Regions from separate parts of the Zea mays genome. Here region 1 is linked to region 2. Evidence: chromatin contacts called from public Hi-C data. All regions are on one chromosome and are shown on one strand. The core of a region is the stretch at or near the end of the contact, and the rest is flanking DNA. Distances in the headings are between cores, read along the strand shown.

Region 1 (3,271 bases), core at 727-3,226, 45 kb before region 2:
ATCAATCAGATCGCGACACGTGGACCAATCAGATCGCGCCACGTCGCTCTCGCCCGCGCTCTCGCCCCGTCAGTGCCTCACCTCCCTCTCGCCTCCCTCTCGCCCGCCTCTCGCCCGCGCACGGGCGGCAGCGGCCTCTTCTCGCCCGCGCTGCCGCCCGCCTAAGGTATATGGCGATGAGGTATAGGTTGGCAATGCCAGGGAAAGCGGAGGCAGCGCTGCGTCCGGCGAGGCGGCGACGCACTGCTAGCGGCGACAGGGAATCTCATGCTCCAGCCCGCCACGTCCCGCGCGCTTTATTATTACTAGCCTGCCGACTGCGCATGCACTGCATCAGCGGCGGCCGGCGAGCTAGTGCACCGTGCACCCACGATGACGATGACGACGACCACGACTACTGTAGCACATCGCCATCTGATCCGTTGCTGGCTAATCGATCCCTAGCGATCGACCTCTCTAGCTAGCCGCTAGCTACAGGTAGAGCAAAGCGGCTCGGATATATACTTAAAGAGCGCATCATCTTATTAATCACATGCATGCGCGCAGGTGACAGCAGAGCAGCCGATAGCGATGTGCACGTAGCATATTGTACATGATGGTCCTGCACGCCCACTGAGGGGATATGCCCCTCGTTTAGACATGGTTCGGTTAGCTCTCAATCCATGTTGATTGAATGAGATTGGATGAGTTTAAATTTCAAGCAAGTTAAACTTCTTCTTAATTATTTATAATCTCATCTAATCCATTATTAACGGGATTAACCGAACGAGCCCTTACGTGGATCGGATTGGCGCGATAGCTGGGTAGTTAGTTGAATTGAGGTGATGAGATCGTCACACAGCACCTAGAAACAACAGCCGGCCGCGCCAATCGGACTGCGGCGAGTGCCAGAGTGCAACAGAGAGAATATGGCTATGGCTTGCTTGTTGCAACCAGCATATGCAGGCGAGAAAAAGAGTGGCACTATAGCTACCGGGCCTATGCGTTCTTTCAAAATGGAGGCTTGTGGTTGTGGTCAAACCCTACTTCCAGGAGCAAGACAGGCGCAACACGTGTGTGGCCTTAGCTTCCAGTCAGTTGGGTCATCTACATATTATATTGGCTCGCAGACGACGAGGTAGGTGGCCATCTCTTTATTGGCTACATATATAGAGACATATATTGATATATATCAGATCTCTCGTTTACGTACGCGCGTATTCGGAAAGAGACGTGGTTTTATATATGCACGGCGTGTGAAAGATATATGCACACACAAAACACATATACGTACGTGTACGCGTGACTTTGTTGTACCAGAACAGAAATTCTTTGAGGAGCCAAAACCACGCACCAATGAAATGTAAACAACTAAGAGACTTGGCCGGTCTCGTCGCTGGACGGTGGGGTGGATGGAGTTTGTGACTTCGTACGTGCACGATGCATGCCACGTTCGTTCGTCGGCGTTCGTCGTCTCGCGCCTTTCGTTGCGCTTTCTCGGTTTTAATTAGTTTAATCAGGTAGCTAGGCTAGTGTGAAACGTTTTCTGTCGCTGCAATATAATTAGCGGAGAGACATCGGACATGCATGGGCGCCTGCCCGAACTGTGGGATAATAAAGCGTGCGTGGCCGGCGGCCGAGCGCGAGGCGACACCTGGACCCTGGGACGACGGCGACGTCAGTCCACGCGGTGCCACCTCATCGCCCGCGCCCAATCCCGGCGCCACACGTACCCGGGCTCGATCAGCGAGAAACAAAAGTAAAAAAAACAAGGATAAGAAAAAGATGTCAGGTCGCGCCACAGTGACGTCGTCTCCGTGGATCGTCGCCGGTCGATACCAACGAAAAACGGTCCGAAAGCTCCCGGAATGCACGCACGCACGCAACAACGACTTGCCGTTTTGGTTGTCGCGACGAAAAAGAGCCCGTCAGGTCAGGCGAGCTATGCTGCGCCGCTGCGGTGCAGAGCTTTCATGGCTGCGGAACAAACCGAGGCTGCCACCAATCGCCGCGCTGCACGTGCACCCGCCAGGTTGATACGCATGATGGGGTGGGTCGCTGCGTACAACGGTAGGAGCACGTACGTTTATACTCACTACGCATCGATCGCATGATCCGTCCAAGTCACCATCAGTCAAGTCGCCGACTTCCGTCCCTAGCTCCCACACAGACTCCCAGCCGGTCAGCCCAGCCAGCCCCAGGCCTCATCCCCATGTGTCGATGAGCCGATCGGGTACGTACGCGTGCACGCCATTGTCAGACGCTCTCCATCGATGATCTAGCGAAGGCTCAGCTCCAGCTCGACCAACCATCCGGGTGGCCGGCTAGCTGCTGCTGGACGATCTCTCGCGCCGCTGCGCTGCCATATGTGTCGCAGTACCCACGGTGGGCGTTGCGTTTGGAACTGTTGCCGGATCCTAGTGCCCATATGGTACCGGTATACATGAGCATGCAACCCGAGGCCCAGTCGCCTGGCACGAGGCCCATTTTTTGGCCCGGTCCAACCATGGTATGGCCTAGCTGGGTTCGTGTCTGGGCCGGCCCGGCCCAATAAACCAGGTCGTGACTGAGCTGCCGGTAGCGTCCGCCGGACGGCCCGGTCCGGCCCGCTAGAAAACGGCAGGCACGGGGCCGGGCCGATGTCGGGGTGCGGGGCATAAGGCCCGGCCTCCCCCAATCCCGTCCTAGGCTCCCAGTGTCCCACCCCCACACTATTTCTCCTGCTCTGCTCCTCTCGACCTCTCCCCGCTCGATTCGCTCATCCGCGGTCTGCCCCGTTGTGCCGTCGCCGTCGCCACTGTCGGATCTTCGTCACCGGCGACATCGGCGAGTCTCCTACTCTCCTTCCATGTGGCTCGCCCCTCTTCGGCTCTCCCTCGGTCCCTCCCCAATCCGGAAATCCCTAACCCTAATCACGTCATCGTCAGTTGTCGGCTCGTCGCGTGTCGTCGTGCACTCGACTCTCGTCTCCGACTCCAGGCTCCGGCTTGGCAGGTACGTCCCTCTCCGGCTCTCCCTCCCCAGTCGGCAATCCCTAACCCTAACCCTAATCTCCTCTTCGCTGCTTGCTTGTGGGCTTTGGTAGGTCGCCGGCCGACTACGTCGTGGTCGTGCTAGTGCCACCAGGGCCATTGAGGTACGGTGCCGAGAAGGGGGACATGGATGACGATGACAACAACGGTCGGTACCCTAGAACCATCAACGACGAGCTCGTTGAGTTAGGGCAGCTTCCCGATGACGTCGACAACATGGGAGATGTTGTTGCTGCCTTGTTCGGTGTCGGTAGCAGTCA
Region 2 (3,281 bases), core at 46-2,545:
TGGCTGGGAGCCGGAGGGTGATTTTTTTCCTGGCTTGGATGACGCCTGTTTTGGACGGGACCGGCGACAAATGCTGATCAGGTGATGTTCAGTTTAATAAGGATGCCCGGGCGGTCTGCGAGTGTGAATCGCGGGCCGGCCGGTCTGCAGATTTTGTTACTAGCACCGGTTCTTCGTCGCCGACCAGCAGGCGCGATCAACGACGTTGTTCTGCGATCGTGGCAACAGATTGGAACCCCGGGCACATATAGTTTGTCCGACTGTCCCCGGGCGCGGCGAGAACAAGCCCGAGGCGGGGATCTGCGCCCCTGCCGGCTTCGGTCGGCGGCGGTTTGTCCCAGGTTCAGGTTCAGGTTCAGGTTCAGTTTCAGCGCGATCATCGCGGCGTATTCGCATCTCCACACCAGGAACGTCCCTTGGGGGACATCGACTGGAGAGCAGGCGTACTCGTGTCTTGAGTGATTCATACTGCGGGCAACAAGGCAAAGTTTATTACTAGGGACTTGACAAGTTGGCCGCACTGGGCAGCTGCGGCACATTTGGCACGGGGCCGGGAGCAGCAAGGAAGCGCAGTCAAGATTGTCTGACAGCATCAGATCGTACCATCGTATTTGGTATTTACAAATAGTATATCTTATGTAAGATTTTGTAACTTGAATAATATTCTATTACATCTAAACTATTTAAAAACTCGTTTGTATTAATTATTGTATGGTACTGTGGGATTGTAGTATCAAAAATTAAGAATTTTTTTTGTATGTACAATCGCGTTGAGCCTATAGGTAATGCCAGGATGGAATTTAAGAGACATCAGGTAGAATCATTTTGATATATAGTGGGATCCTAATATATATACTCGGTGCACTAGAGTACGGATCGGGATATTGACAGCTCTAACCGAGGAAGAGACAAACATATCCCAGGTATGGGCTGCGCGCCGGAGAAGACTCGATCGCGAGTCCCTAGCAGCAGACTCAGCTACTCGCCTACTGCAGTTGCTGCCAACAAAAATACCCTACGACTACGACTACGAGGAGCAGCACCAGCACCAGCACCAGCCAGCCACAGGCACCAGGTAAGCACAGTGGGCCACGCAAAGCAATCGCGAGGCGGGGCGGGGCCGCGGGTACGTCCCCGTCATTGCGCCCCCCCCCCCCCCCCCCCCCCCCCCCCTCCCGCTGCGCACCACGTGGGCTCCCCTGTCCGCGTCGCGAAGCGCAAATTCATTCTTGGACTCGCGGCCCGTTCAAACCGCCCACCACTCTACTCTCCTCCACCCGCGCCGCCCGTCGTCGAGCTTCCCTCCCCTGCTCTGTCCCCGCGACTCCACCCTCTCTCTATAAATACAACCGCCGGCTCCTATCCCAAATCATCCATCACATTCTCAAGTACCGCCGCCACACCAACAGTGGAGAGTCCATCCTCCGCCGCCGCCCAGGCAATAACCCACTCGATCACGCAGAAACCCCCGCACGCGATCCCACGCCAATTCAGCCACCGCCGATGCAGGGTCTCGCCCCGCCCACCTCTGTCTCCATACACCGGCACCTGCCGGCCGGGTCCAGGGCCCGGGCCTCCAACTCCGTCAGGTTCTCGCCGCGCGCCGTCCGCTCCGTGCCGCACGAGTGCCTCCAGGCGCCGTTCCACGCCGACCTGCCGGCACCGTCCAAGAAGCCCACCGCCATTGCCGTCCCGAGGCACGCCGCGGCGCCGCGCAAGTCTGGCGGCGGCGGCGGCAAGAAGCAGCTCAACCTATTCCAGCGCGCGGCGGCGGCCGCGCTCGACGCGTTCGAGGAGGGGTTCGTGGCCAACGTCCTCGAGCGGCCCCGCGGGCTGCCCAGCACGGCCGACCCAGCCGTGCAGATCGCCGGCAACTTCGCGCCCGTCGGGGAGAGGCTGCCCGTGCATCGGCTCCCCGTCTCCGGCCGCATCCCGCCCTTCATCAGCGGCGTCTACGCGCGCAACGGCGCCAACCCCTGCTTCGACCCCGTCGCCGGGCACCACCTCTTCGACGGCGACGGCATGGTGCACGCGCTGCGGATACGCGACGGCGTCGCCGAGTCCTACGCCTGCCGCTTCACCGAGACCGCGCGCCTGACCCAGGAGCGCGCGGTCGGCCGCCCCGTCTTCCCCAAGGCCATCGGCGAGCTGCACGGCCACTCCGGGATCGCGCGCCTCGCCCTGTTCTACGCGCGCGCCGCGTGCGGCCTCGTCGACCCCTCGGCCGGCACCGGCGTCGCCAACGCCGGACTCGTCTACTTCAACGGCCGCCTCCTCGCCATGTCCGAGGACGACCTGCCGTACCACGTCCGCGTCGCGGACGACGGCGACCTCGAGACCGTCGGCCGCTACGACTTCGACGGCCAGCTCGGCTGCCCCATGATCGCGCACCCCAAGCTGGACCCGGCCACCGGGGAGCTGCACGCGCTCAGCTACGAGGTCGTCAGGAGGCCCTACCTCAAGTACTTCTACTTCAGGCCCGACGGCACCAAGTCCGACGACGTGGAGATCCCGCTGGCCCAGCCCACCATGATCCACGACTTCGCCATCACCGAGAACTTGGTCGTGGTGCCCGACCACCAGGTGGTGTTCAAGCTGCAGGAGATGCTGCGCGGCGGGTCGCCCGTGGTGCTGGACAGGGAGAAGACGTCGCGCTTCGGCGTCCTCCCGAAGCGCGCCGCGGACGCGTCGGAGATGGCGTGGGTGGACGTGCCGGACTGCTTCTGCTTCCACCTGTGGAACGCGTGGGAGGACGAGGCGACGGGCGAGGTGGTGGTGATCGGCTCCTGCATGACCCCCGCCGACTCCATCTTCAACGAGTCGGACGTGCGGCTCGAGAGCGTGCTGACGGAGATCCGGCTGGACGCGCGCACGGGCCGGTCGACGCGCCGCGCCGTCCTGCCGCCGTCGCGGCAGGTGAACCTGGAGGTGGGCATGGTGAACCGCAACCTCCTGGGGCGCAGGACGCGGTACGCGTACCTCGCGGTGGCCGAGCCGTGGCCCAAGGTCTCGGGCTTCGCCAAGGTGGACCTGGCCACGGGCGAGCTCGCCAGGTTCGAGTACGGCGAGGGCCGGTTCGGCGGCGAGCCCTGCTTCGTGCCCATGGACCCCGCCGCGGCCCACCCGCGCGGCGAGGACGACGGGCACGTGCTCGCCTTCGTCCACGACGAGCGCGCCGGCACGTCCGAGCTCCTGGTGGTCAATGCCGCCGACATGCGGCTGGAGGCCACCGTCCGGCTCCCGTCCCGCGTGCCCTTCGGCTTCCACGGCACCTTCATCAC

Evidence for each region. A called contact is a pair of places that touch in the nucleus more often than the background predicts.
Region 1: a contact with region 2 is called in a Hi-C map of endosperm, with 6 times the contacts expected there. The contact joins the enhancer-like site here to the promoter of LOC103626043 in region 2. A contact is called at or near these places in 7 of 25 Hi-C or Micro-C datasets (bundle sheath, ear, endosperm and 1 more).

The regions. Positions count from the first base shown.
Region 1 is chr5:17,660,101-17,663,371 of Zm-B73-REFERENCE-NAM-5.0, reverse strand. No RefSeq gene overlaps it. Among protein-coding and RNA genes, the nearest start is that of LOC103626043, 45 kb to the right of the region's middle. Within about 2 kb of position 1,976, at least 18 of the 20 cell types and tissues checked have an H3K27ac peak or open chromatin away from gene starts, as enhancers often do. A contact at or near this core is called in bundle sheath, ear, endosperm and 1 more, where this site is marked.
Region 2 is chr5:17,614,263-17,617,543 of Zm-B73-REFERENCE-NAM-5.0, reverse strand. LOC103626043 (9-cis-epoxycarotenoid dioxygenase 1, chloroplastic-like) reads left to right here and starts at 1,295. Exons shown (of 1, transcript XM_008646423.2): 1 at 1,295-3,281. The coding sequence starts at 1,504.